Linked DNA regions of Triticum aestivum: region 2 is linked to region 1. The links are chromatin contacts, called in public Hi-C maps. All regions are on one chromosome and are shown on one strand. The core of a region is the stretch at or near the end of the contact, and the rest is flanking DNA. Distances in the headings are between cores, read along the strand shown. Region 1 holds the start of LOC123062544 (protein ESMERALDA 1). Region 2 holds the start of LOC123062550 (elicitor-responsive protein 1).

Region 1 (3,250 bases), core at 164-2,663:
GAAAAACAAGTCCTTCGGAGTTGAGAGGCCATCAGGTATACACAAGTTTCATACACTTGAATCATAAATTAACCTGTCAATCTGTCATCATCGCTACTAATATGAAAAGCCATGTTCACCAGATGCTCCTAACCATGTCTATTGTGTACACACATTCATAAGATTCAACTGTTAAAAGCAATTGTTTTAGACCAGCAGAATTGCAGACTGTTGGATGGATAGTTTGCATTGGGTTTTCCATAATTCCGTTCAATTAACAAATACTATGTGATACCGCAATATTTACAACATTTCTGCACATGCTATTGCTTGAAGCAGGTAATCTGACAAATTCTCAAACCGCAATTATCTGATTCTGACCAAGATATGTGTCTTCTCCCAGTTGATTAAAAATACTAGGAACCCAACAAATCTGAAGTATGTTTCAACTTGGTGAAACACCATTAGTTTGCCCTGTTATCCACCCTCACATACATTTCCACAACTGTATTGTAGTAATTCTGCAGCAATCGGGGGTAAAACTAACCCATATCTGTCCTAACCAGCACGCACCACATAAAGCAAACGAGTATACGGCCACAAGCAGAAAACGACATAGTTCAGTCTCTGAAGACACGCTGAAAGTCAGCTCACGCACAATGATCCAACCACCCACCGCCGCACCCACTACAATCCGAGCATCGAGAGAACTCGCTCCACCCCCGAATCGAGTAAACACTTCGATCGCAAACACAGACTTCCAGAGACGAGCAGGGGGGAGGGGCAGCGCGGCACTCACCGCGTCCGTGGCGTTGTCGGCGTCCATTTCGGGGCGCAGGCGGGCGTACAGCTGCGGGCTGTGGTAGAGCGAACCGGGCGCGGGGCGGGAGATGATGCGGGGCACGCCGTCGAGGGAGATGGAGCCCATGTAGAGCAGCATCGCCGCGACGTAGAGCAGCGGTGCGAAGAGGAAGACGGCCTGCCGCCGCAGCAGCGCGGCCAGCACCGCCCGCGCGGCCCGCCGCGCCGCGCCTCCCCCTCCCGCCGCCTTCCCCGCGCCCGCGCCGCCCTTGGCTGACGCCCTCCTCCCCCACGCCCGCCGCGGCGACGACGGCGGGGACGCCGCCGCCCCCGCCCCGCCGCCCACGCCGAAGCTCCCCAGGCGGCTGTACGCGTGGTGCTGCATCGAAGCCGCCTCCGGAACCCCCCGGCAGGCACGGCTCGGAGCTGGCCGGGGCCAGGAGAGCTCTGCCGGCCCGCCGGTGTCAGTCGGGCCGGGACTCGCGCCGCGCGGCCGATCGGGTCTGAGCTGAGCGGCGGGCGGCGGCGAGGGAGGGGAGAGGGGGAACGGAAGGAGGCGGAGGCGCTGCTGTGGTGCGACTGTTCAAAGAGGGGGAGGGGAGGGGAGGGGGAGGCGCACGGCGTGGGGGTGGGCGGTGGACCTCCTTCCTTCCTTCCTTCCTTCTCCCCCTGCTGCTCGGGCGCGTTGGAATTCAAGAGAGGTTTTGGACGCTGGGGCCCGTCTCCGTCCGTGGGAAGGGAGGCGGGCTCGGCCGTCGCTGACTCGGTATTTTCTGGCGTCTGGTTGCGGGGGCGGCCGGTGGGCGTGGGGCAGCAGTACGGGATAGAATGACGTGGAAGTGGAAGGTCTCTGAGGTTTGGACTCCGGACCGGTGGACTGCTCTGCGTGTGAGCGAGCGTGCGGGGCGGTCGACACTCGACAGGCGGGTGTGCGGGAGAGATACGTTGCGATCTTGCACTTCGCTTGCTCGCCTACGACCGTGGTGGGAAAACGGTCCCACCGCCACCGGGCTGAGTGTGCCGTGGTTGGTGACATGAGCGTAGGTATTGGACTTGTGACGATATTATTCGTCGGACAAAATTGGCGATCGGGACGAGTCGCTCGTCATGCCCAACACGTGTGCCCGCGACGTTAACTGCTATCCGGAAATATGCTGAAAATAAGTAGTAGTACTGTACTACAGTACTAGTACTAGACCCAATCGGATCCTTCGATCAGCCAGTGGCAAGGGCAATAATAACACGCTTCCCTTTATTCCGGATCCTTCCATAAGATTTAGCGCTCTCGGATTGATCGCTTTCCCTTGGTTCCAAGGCTCGTAGCTGCGAAAAGGGTGTGCTGGCTGAATAACGTCAAATCCCCTCCGGAAAGGAAAGATGCTAAGCTGCAAAGGGGAGGCCAGGTACAAACGTTTCCTTCTTCTCCTTGCAAGCTGTCGCGTGCATAGTTGATGACGATATTCCTTTCCAGTTTTTTCCTCGTTCGATCGTGGTGGCATTTATGTATGCGTACGAAAGAATTCGACTAGTAGTGCCGAAATTCGTATTCACTGAGCAAGTAGTATATGGTGGACCATGCAAAAAAAAAGTAGTATATGGTTGTACACGCCCAGTTTTCTTTGGGAAGGAGGGAGTAGATTTCAAGGTCAGGAACGGGTAACCTTTTTTGGCGAGACAAGTAACGAGTACCTTTTCTGTGCATTCTATTCAGCAAGCCCGTCTAGCTCAGTTGGTAGAGCGCAAGGCTCTTAACCTTGTGGTCGTGGGTTCGAGCCCCACGGTGGGCGACCATTTTTTTTTCCTCCGGGCTTTTTTGTTCGAACTGGAAATGGTGAGTGAGTATGAACTTTAGGCTCCGCAGAACTGGAAATGGCAACCACAGGGCACCTGCTAGAGACGCAGCTCGAAACGAATCCCAAAGCTTCTTCCTCATCATAATCACAACAGATCAGGAGGAACAATCTCATTTCTGGCCTTGAATCCTACGTCCAACTGCTCTGCTGGCCGTGTGCAACGCGGCATCGATGACCCGCCAACAACTCAAACCTCCACTCCAGAAAGGGTAGCAAAAAGCCGATCAGGTGAAGCAAAACAAAAACCCGATGTCCGCGACCACGGCCGAGGCCGTGCGCCGGCTCTGCGCCGCCGGCGAGCTGCGGTCAGCGCTAGCGCATCTCGCCCGCGGCGCGAAGGCGGGCGACGGGGCGCTGGACGTGGCCGCCTGCACGGCGCTCGTCCACGCCTGCTGCAGGACCGGCGACCTGGCGGAGGCGCGGAGGGTGTTCGGCGCAATGCCGCGCCTGGGGCTGGCCCCGAACGAGGTCACCTTCACCGCCCTCATCCACGGCCACTTCGTCCGCGGGCGCAGGGACGAGGGCTTCGCCCTGTTCGACGAGATGAGGAGGGGCGGGGTCGAGCCGAACATCTACACCTACAACGTGCTGATCGGGGAGTGGTGCAGGACGGGGGA
Region 2 (3,368 bases), core at 847-3,346, 380 kb after region 1:
GGAACAGATCAACAGAATACCCTGAGAGAAGTTCGAAAACTATTTTCTGTTTATGTATAGTATTCCTAAATGCTAATTCTAGGAGCCTAGGTCATACAAGCAAACAGATAGTAAACTATGTACTTCTGAACTTTGTTACTAGTATACTAAAGGAATAAAATACTAATTGAATCCATTTATAGTTTATCTGTACTTTGCATTTTGTGCAATAGATTGAAATGGACAGATTCTTACCTTTCGCCTGTTTCACTTTTGTTTGTGTCTTATTTTTTTTTCAGAGAAAACATCAGACTGGACAAACGTTGTGCTGGCATATGAACCAGTGTGGGCCATTGGAACCGGCAAGGTTGCTTCCCCTGCTCAAGCACAGGAGGTATACTGTCTCAATAAGAGCAATAAGCACTTTTCACGGATTGCTGTTTCTGTAAGACATTTTTGTTCACACGTTACTGCTTGCCTGCTTCCATAAGACAGTTGAGCCTCTCCCTATATCCGATACCGACGAATCACTCTCACTAGTTGCTTGTTGTTCTAGTTCTGATATCTTGAAACTCCAATGGTACTAGGTTCATGATGGTCTGAGGAAGTGGCTCCACGCTAATGTTGGTCCTGCAGTTGCTGAATCTACCAGGATTATCTATGGAGGTACTACTGCTTGCAATAGTTACATTCTACTGCGAAACTGACAGTGAATCATGAACTGAATTTCACTGGAATGCTGAATTCTCTGTACAACATTCCATTTTACCCCGTACTGCCGAACTGCTGTAAACTGGACCTCACCCTTTACGTTCTCCTTGAATCTCTTTCCAGGCTCTGTAAATGGGGCAAACTGCAAAGAGCTTGCAGCTCAACCTGATCTTGACGGGTTCCTTGTTGGCGGCGCTTCACTCAAGGTCTTAATCCGTGTTCCTAATAAATAATTAACTACACTTGACATGTTATATAAATGAAGTCAATATAATACATAATGTCACGCTCAATTGGCTAAGCTTTATACAATTCTTATGAATCTTGACCTTTACTTTTTTTTTGTTTGTGCAGCCCGAGTTTGTGGACATCATCAAGTCTGCCACCGTGAAGTCTTCTTCTGCTTAGTTGTTTTTGAGATGCATGCAGTTGCTTGTAGGAGTGGATTCTGCTTATCTTTATAAGACTGTTTGACCATCTTGTTCTAATTCGAGTGCACTGTTATGTCGCATTGACCATCTTATCTTTAGGGTGATGCATGCTTATGTTTGCTTGTTTTTGTCTGGAACGATAATCGGATTACTTATATGTACCAACTATGCACAAATTCGACAAAATTCGCAGAGGCCTGTTGACACCATAACAGCTGAAACCAATTTTCTTGTTTCTTGAAGTTCTGAAGTGCCGTATATTTGAATACTCTGTTACCTGTTGCCTTTTTATGAACTTCTTGCTCGAACCAGGTGAAGTAACAGAATTCCTGATGGTACACAGACATCACTACTGTTTGAACAGTATTCCACTTTTGTCATTCATTTGAATACTACTAACAAATCGCTCTCAGCCACCCGCAAAAAAAAAACAAAAACAAATCGCTCTCAGCCGTGCCATCAACCTTGCGTAACGGCAGCATTCAGGCCGAGGTCAGAGGCAAGTAGTATAAATCTAGAACCTAAGAAACGTGACCCTGACCCAGATCTGAGAAGCCGGCCGGGTCTGTTGCTCACCTCCCTGTCGTAGTCCACGAACTACGTTTCGTCTCCTTTCCGTCTCATCGCGTCGGAACGGTAGAAGCGATCAAAATTTCCAAAACGCGCGTACAGTTTGGCTACGGCAGGCATCCAGATTCCCAGCAGATACGCGTCGCTGTCGACCATGATGGTGGCACAAGCCGCGGATGGGGATCCAGAGCGAACCATCCAATCAGCACGATTAGCTGCTAGTCCTGAACCGGGACTGGGAGGGATCAAACCATGTTCGTGCTAGCGGTGACTAGTTCTACTACTCAAGCCAGTGGCCAACTAACCAACTGGTATTACAGTAATGATCCCGTTTCCAGGAAGACGTTAAAAGTGTAAGAGCAGATCTACTCTTCTCGCAGAGAAAAGAATGACCAGTTGGTGGGGATGGATGGCTCCACCTTCTTTTCGTGTGGGAAGTGAACGAAGGAGAGAGGAAGCGTGTGAAGAGCCTTGAACCGGTCCGGTCCAAACAGGAGCTTTCTCCACCGGCAGGCACCCCTTTCTCACGCTGGCGACCGCTCCAGAGCTTCGACCTGCCCGCTGGAGCGGCTAGCCAAGGCAGCGAATGCATACAAATACATAGGCAGGCAGGTAGGAGGCGGCCGTGGTTTGGTATCTTGCTTCCAAACGCGACCTCATCACAGCAAGACCCGGAGGAAACAAGGCGAGGGCAGAGCGGCCTGCCAGAAGGCAAAGGGCAGAGGAGGTGCTTGCTCAGGTCTCCAGCTAGATCCGGCGACGATGGGTAGGGGCGTTCTGGAGGTGCATCTCGTCGACGCCAAGGGCCTCTTCGGCAGCGATTTCCTAGGTGAGTAGAGTACCCCCTCCTCCTTTGTCGAATTGTATAAGAAGGAACTGATGATGTGGTACCTTCTTGGCTTGGCTTCGTTTTGCGCCGTTCTTGCGTTCGATTGTGGGTGAAGTGTGATTGATCTTTGTGCTGGCCATGTACGTGCGTGCAGGGAAGATCGACCCGTATGTGATCGCGCAGTACCGGAGCCAGGAGCGAAAGAGCAGCACCTCCCGAGGTCAGCTCCCTGGTTTTGTTTTCCTCTTCATGATTTTCCTGCTGCAAATGGTGATATTGGAAGAACGGAGCATCCAACGGCCGTTGACTCTGGCGCAATAGATCCAGGAGCCGTCGATACCCTGCGAGGCTGTGGCTAACCGTGCGCTGTAAAATGATGCAGATGAGGGGAGGAACCCGAGCTGGAACGAGGTGTTCCGGTTCCAGATCAACTCCTCGGCCGCCAACGGGCAGCACAAGCTCTTCCTCCGGATCATGGACCACGACAACTTCTCCAGCGACGACTTCCTCGGCCAAGCAACGTGAGTGCTCCTCCTCCTCCTCCTCCTCCTTGTTGTGTAGGGTTTTCATAAAAATAATTGGAAGATTAGAACTGTCAATTTCCTATGTGGAATGCGATATTATGCACCCCATCATGAGCTCATACCTATCATATTTTCTGGCAAGAAGTCCAATGCAGTCCCTTTCTACTCTCTTTTCTCATCCTAAGAAAAAACTTAAAAATAATCATGCTTTTCGAGATCCGGCACAAACGTGACGTTTTGTTGTTGTGTTTTGCTTACTCACGTGTTTCCTAGTTCATGCTACCTAAAGAACAGAAAGAAAAGTGCCAAGTCTAAACCTCGAAA

The links. Hi-C and Micro-C count contacts between places; a contact is called where the count stands out from the background.
Region 2: a Hi-C map of leaf shows a contact between it and region 1, with 4 times the contacts expected there. The contact joins the promoter of LOC123062550 here to the promoter of LOC123062544 in region 1. A contact is called at or near these places in 1 of 5 Hi-C or Micro-C datasets (leaf) and 1 of 1 datasets of contacts at active chromatin or transcription factors (leaf).

Annotation. Positions count from the first base shown.
Region 1 is chr3A:607,437,803-607,441,052 of IWGSC CS RefSeq v2.1, forward strand. It overlaps LOC123062544 (protein ESMERALDA 1), which reads right to left and starts at 1,414. Exons shown (of 10, transcript XM_044486098.1): 1 at 779-1,414. The coding sequence starts at 1,165. LOC123062546 (pentatricopeptide repeat-containing protein At4g11690-like) reads left to right here and starts at 2,597. Exons shown (of 1, transcript XM_044486100.1): 1 at 2,597-3,250. The coding sequence starts at 2,883. TRNAK-CUU (transfer RNA lysine (anticodon CUU)) reads left to right here and starts at 2,495; the gene lies at 2,495-2,567.
Region 2 is chr3A:607,820,572-607,823,939 of IWGSC CS RefSeq v2.1, forward strand. LOC123062550 (elicitor-responsive protein 1) reads left to right here and starts at 2,097. Exons shown (of 5, transcript XM_044486106.1): 1 at 2,097-2,520; 2 at 2,675-2,740; 3 at 2,903-3,041. The coding sequence starts at 2,454. It overlaps LOC123062549 (triosephosphate isomerase, cytosolic), which reads left to right. Exons shown (of 9, transcript XM_044486105.1): 6 at 279-373; 7 at 567-645; 8 at 814-896; 9 at 1,045-1,363. The coding sequence ends at 1,098.